Linked DNA regions of Gossypium hirsutum: region 2 is linked to region 1. Evidence: chromatin contacts called from public Hi-C data. All regions are on one chromosome and are shown on one strand. Each heading gives the region's core, a stretch centred on a gene start, on an enhancer-like site or on the middle of the called end of the contact. The rest is flanking DNA. Distances are from core to core; before and after follow the strand shown. Region 1 has its middle 48 kb from the start of LOC107895835. Region 2 holds the start of LOC107962280 (protein HIGH CHLOROPHYLL FLUORESCENCE PHENOTYPE 173, chloroplastic).

What was found. A called contact is a pair of places that touch in the nucleus more often than the background predicts.
Region 2: a contact with region 1 is called in a Hi-C map of leaf, with 3 times the contacts expected there. The contact joins the promoter of LOC107962280 here to the enhancer-like site in region 1. A contact is called at or near these places in 3 of 34 Hi-C or Micro-C datasets (callus and leaf).

Annotation. Positions count from the first base shown.
Region 1 is chrA06:101,692,841-101,695,776 of Gossypium_hirsutum_v2.1, reverse strand. No RefSeq gene overlaps it. Among protein-coding and RNA genes, the nearest start is that of LOC107895835, 48 kb to the right of the region's middle. Within about 2 kb of position 1,481, at least 2 of the 9 cell types and tissues checked have an H3K27ac peak or open chromatin away from gene starts, as enhancers often do.
Region 2 is chrA06:101,833,236-101,836,171 of Gossypium_hirsutum_v2.1, reverse strand. It overlaps LOC107962280 (protein HIGH CHLOROPHYLL FLUORESCENCE PHENOTYPE 173, chloroplastic), which reads left to right and starts at 1,368. Exons shown (of 16, transcript XM_016898595.2): 1 at 1,368-1,604; 2 at 1,860-2,108; 3 at 2,203-2,364; 4 at 2,551-2,601. The coding sequence starts at 1,530.

The DNA.
Region 1 (2,936 bases), core at 232-2,731:
CTTTCTTAAATTATCATTTTGCAATTTAGAACTTTAGATTTCAAAGCTTTGTTTGTAATTTTATAATAATTTTAATACCATTATCAAGTTTCAATGCCAGACTCTTTTCTAAGAATGCCCACCAAATTTCGGTTACGGGATAATTTCCTATCATAAGTTGTTCACTAGCTACCAATTGTGCATTTGCATTTATCTCCATTTCACTTATGTAATATTTGTGTTCAATGAATCGTATGTCATCAAGATGGTGTGATATTTAATTTAATTTCTATAGCATCATTTTATTTAAAAATCACTTGTCCCAACTCATGGTAATTTTAAATATCAAATACGTTCGTTTCTTCTCCCTTCATTTATTTTATATTAGTATTAAGGGTGAATAAAATTAAATTTGATTCAAAAAAACTTGATAAAAATTTTAAATTTTGAATTAAGTAGTTTAAGTTATTTGAGTTATTTGGATCAACTCGAATAAAAAATCAAGTTTTTTGGTCAAACTTGAATATGAATTATACAATTCGAGTTATCCGAAAATCTGAATAAGAAAAGGCAAAACTGTGTTGTTTTGATAAATTTTTACCTATTAAGTTAAAAGGCAAAACCATTATATTTTTTATATAGTTAAATAATTTTGTATTTCGTATACTAATTAAATAATCAGTCCAGATAAACGCAACATTAAGTATAAGTAATAGGATTCGTTAACTTTACTCGACTTGACTCGAAATTTTTTGACTCAATTCAATTCAAAAAAAATTCAAATTGAGTTTAGTTGTTAAAATATAATTCGTCAACTTAACTTACTCAAAATTTTTTTACTCAACTCCATAGATTATCACCCCTAATTACTATCTAATGCGCTTAAAGCATAATTTATCTGTCTCTCTCAAGAAATCTTTTGGGGACTTCAATAGCAGGCTAAATGAGAATGAACTCTTACAAGAGGTGAGTACCTCCCGCATATGTTTTTCATTTGAAAAAAAAAGTTTTTAATAGGTCAGGAGTTGGATCCTCCGCATGATTTATCTGTGTTTTTTATGAAGGGATGAACCTCACGGCCGCTCATCTATTAAAAATAAATAAATAAAAATAAAAGTAAAGGGAACCACGAGGGGTTCCCCACGGGGTGTAACATCCCTCCCGTATGCATACATTATATATATATATGTATTATACATATTACAAAAAAAAAAGACAATGAAATAGAAATGGAGTGATGAACCTCACGGGTGTGACCCCTTCCCATGCATACGTATATTTATTATAATAAAAAAATTAAGTGAAATGGGGCATCAACCTAGCGATTATTGAAGTGAAATGGGTATGTACATCCCCATTCTCGAATTTGGGTCCCCACGGAAGGTTACGCTTCTGTCTATATATGTTATAAAAAAATTGAGTTCACTATGAACCACATAGTGTATGTATATATTTTATATTGACAATAGAAGCATAGGACTATGAGAGGTTTATAGTACTCATGGACGGTTATACCTCATAGACGGAGGTTGGTATTGCACGCGCATTGTTTGATTAAGGCCTCAGGGGGATTTTGATGCCATTGTTCTCACACTTATAGGGGATTACATCCCACGAATTATTACTACTCAGTATGATTGTCTATATATGCTTATATATGAATGGCTATATAAATCTCAGAAAGGGAGCCCACGAAGGGTTCTCAAGAGTGGTTATACCCCTTTGCATGTTTGTATATCCGTAAAATGAATAATGTAAGATAAAGAGAACCCACGAACTGTTCACGTGGGTGGTTTTATCTCTTCCCATGTTTGTATATCCATATAATGTATATTGTTAGACAAAGAGAGCCCACAAAGGGTTCTTGCGAGTGGTTTTACCCCCTGACATGTATATACGTTCATATTGTGTTTTTTTATTAGAAACGAAACTCGCAAGGGACTCTTGAAGATAGTCACGTCTACTATTTATGTTTATTTTATATCTATAAATTCAACATACTACATCTGTAACTCCACTTTCATCGTGTAAATCCAAGTCGAGTAGACTTGGTCGATGGTTGTGATTCTGTAACACCCCGTACCCGAGACCGTTGCCGGAGTCGGACACGAGGGGTTAACGGGCTTAATCCACTTATTTTCACAGTCCATTTGAAATTTTTCCAGACAAGCTGGTTATTGCGTCACTGTCGCCTTAAAAATCATATCTTGAGTTTCAAAACTCGAAAACCAGTTTCGTAAATTTTTCCTGAAACTAGACTCATATGTTCATCGACAATTTGTTTTCTAGAATTTTTGGTCGAGCCAATTAGTACAGTTTATTAGTTAAAGTCTCTCCTGTTTCAGGGTTTGACTACACTGACCTTTGCGCATTACAACTTGGATATCTCCCTGTACAGGGTTTCAATACTGATGCCGTTTGTTTCTATAGAAACTAGACTCGAAAAGGAATCTATACATCTATGGCATGACTTCTAATTATCTCTGGTTAATTTATAATGAATTTCCAAAGTCGGAACAGGGAATCCAGAAACCGTTCTGGCCATGTCTCACGAAAACTTAAATATCTCATAATATACTGTTCATATGATCGTTTCGTTACTTTCCTATGAAAATAGATTCATCAAGGTTCGATTACATAATTTATTCACTATTTAATTCCATTCCTACTATTTTTAGTGATTTTTCACATTCACGTCACTGCTGCTATCAGCATCTATTTTTAAGGTAGACTTTACCTATTACATAGTTTCCATGATTCAACTAGCCCTTTTGCATAAATAGCACAAAATATGATCATGATTAACCATTCCAATGGCTAATCGTTCCAAAACATTTCCATACCTCTTAATGAACATCATACAAGATGATTATAATACTAAGCTCAAAGTGTATATAAGCCATTTTCGCATGGCTATCCAAATTTATACAAAACCAAAGGGTCCATGACCAACAACA
Region 2 (2,936 bases), core at 119-2,618, 140 kb before region 1:
TGTTTAGATTTGATTAAGGACATGATTTTGTATATTGATTAATTAGATCCAATTTTAGTTTCAAAATTAGGTTATATTCAAATTGAGATTTGATTAAGAATAATTAATATTGAGTAAAATTTAATTTAGAAATCATGTGAAAGAAATAAGGACTTGATTTATTTGGTGGGAAAAGATTTTTTTTTTTGCAGTGAAGAATGTGATAAGAGAGAAAAATAAGGGGAAGAAGAAGAGGAAAATAAAGAAATAAAAACAAAAAGTTAAATTGTTCAAAAAAATAAAAGTATAGGAACTAGTTTTAACAAATGAAAAATATAGAAAAACTAAGTTAAAAGAAATGGAGAAAAGAGAAAAACAGAGGGAGAATGAGAAGATAATGGAAAATAAAGAAAAAAGAGAGAAAGTTTAAAGAACATAAAAAAAAATTAATTGCTCAAAACAAAAAAAATACAAGGACCAATTGTATAATTTAACCTAAAATTGTCATTTGAAATAATGATTTAACGTGCCATGTCAGTTTATCATTACACCGTTAACGACAATTAGTGCTTAATAACAAATGTTACAACCCAATAACGTAAGTGATTAAAACGTAATATTTCAAGCATAAGTGACTAAAATGTAACTTGAGACAAACAAAAGTGATTATTTTGATAGTTTACCCTATTTTTAAAGAGTAACGATCAAATAGACAAAAAAAAACTATAAAAAATGAGAGCTAAAAAATTATTTTACCCTTTTTATAATAGTTAAGTGATTAATTTTAATTGTCAGTTTAAGGCAAAAACTAATATTTTTAAATAAAAAATATAGAGATTTAATGTGTTGGAATAAAATTATAAAAATTAAATTTTAAATTTAGAAAAAGAGCTTTTTTTCACAGCTTATTGTATCGCAACTCATACCATAATGAGTTTCTAGAGATAACTGTAAGAATAACAAATAGTATAGGGATTTTGATCACAATAGAGATGAATATAGTAATAATATAACAATTTGGGTGCCCAATCGGTACTATTATCCTTTTCAGATACGGTAAAAAGCCCAATCGAGGTTATACTAACAAGTAATGTAATATATATAAGAGGGTGCAGGTACCTAAAATGGCAAACCTGGTTTCGGCATCTTCTTCTCTTCTTTGCAACTTCTTCACCGCTGAATACAGTACAGAACCATCTTGTATGATAATCTTATTTCAATCTGCCAGCTTTCATCATAATTTACTCCTTTTTTGTTTGTTTTCGGAATGGAGAGGCAAGGAGCTGGTGCTACCTAATGGCTTTATAAGCCCACTTTCAAACCCAATAGAGCCCCTTCTAGAAAGCCCCTTTGCTTTTTACCTTCGAAAGTCCAAGTTTTTCTGAAGGCGACTGTTGCAGAGTTGGGATGTGTGGTCTATATTAACTGCTTTGCTTCAAATATCAAAACTATCAATCTACACTTGCACAGCGCAAAACTTTTGATCTTTGAACCTTCTTCCAGTCTCTACTTGTAATTTTTTTTTTAACTGTGTAACCCACTGTCAAGAAATGGAAAGTTGTTTTTTTACAACAATATCATCATCATCATCATCATCATCTCCCTTCTCCATCTTCAGTATTCAGGCAAGTAAATTATCATCATTGCATGCATTTGTTCTGTTTGTATGGCTATTTGTATATATTGAATATATTTTCATTTACAATATTTCTGGGTTTATTACTCTATGTTCACTCTGGAAGTGTAAGTAAGAAGATTTTGATTTCTGATATAGTATCTTTGAACTATAAACTCGTTTGCCAAATTTGGTGTTTCCCATTTTGTATACGATCATGGGGTCATTTTGGATTTCATAACTTCATCAACTGAAAAAACTGCAGGGTTCTTCATCAAATGTTGGTAGAAAATTTTCTAAGAGTTGTATGCATCCTCAGCTTCTCTCCTGTCAACTTCCTAAACCATTTCTTCAACTTAATGGCAGACCTAAGTATCGTCTTAACCAACGAAGGTCCGCTTATTTATCTTCTGCAACGTACAAAGAGACTATATCTGCTGAAAAACAGGGTTGGGATTTGGGGAGATTTTTTAAAACGTTATACTTTTTCAATGGACCACCTTCTCCTGCTAAGGTAGCATAAACTTTCTATCCTTCTTTTAATCAATAATGTCTTGATTCTTAAATTTGTGTGCACACACTTATATGCAATTTACTGTTCCCTGAAGATTGTTGAATTTATAATTGAGAAATTATCCGGTTCATCGCCTGAAGAATCAGAGAAGAAAATGGGAACTTCTGACTACGTTTTGGTAGTTGGAGCTACTGGGGGTGTAGGTAGGAGAGTGGTTAGCAACTTCAGGAAGAAAGGGTTGCCTGTTAAAGCATTGGTATTTGTCCTAAACCTTGTACACCTTTATCTAGCATTCCCTTGAAGTATGATTTATGAATTGATGCCTTTTGAAGTGTTTCAAGAGGGCTGTCTTAGTATAGATTTGACTTGTTTTTCTCATTCTCTTTTCCTCTTTTCTCTTTCGCCCTTTTAACTTTTTCTTTTCATGTGTGCCTACATTTAGGTTAGGAATGAAGGGAAGGCAAGAAAGATGCTCGGTCCCGATATTGAATTGGTGAGCTACCTTCCCATGTTAAGTCCTCAGTATAGTTTTGTTTTAGGTCATTGATTTTATAATGTGGTGGTACTAAGGTATTGCATTAAAGAAATATGTTTGTTTGCTATATTTTTCATGATTCTTGAACATACAAACTTAACTTTTAAGCTCTGCTTGGTATAAAAGATGGAAATGAATGACAATGGAAAATTTGTTAATCTAATGCTTAAGCTACAAAGTAAGAAAGTGGTTATGAATCTTAACCATTTGATTAACAAATTTTGCATTCTAACTCCTTTCCATCCTTCATACCAAGAAAAGCCTTAGTGCTGTCATAGTGCAGATCCTTGTTA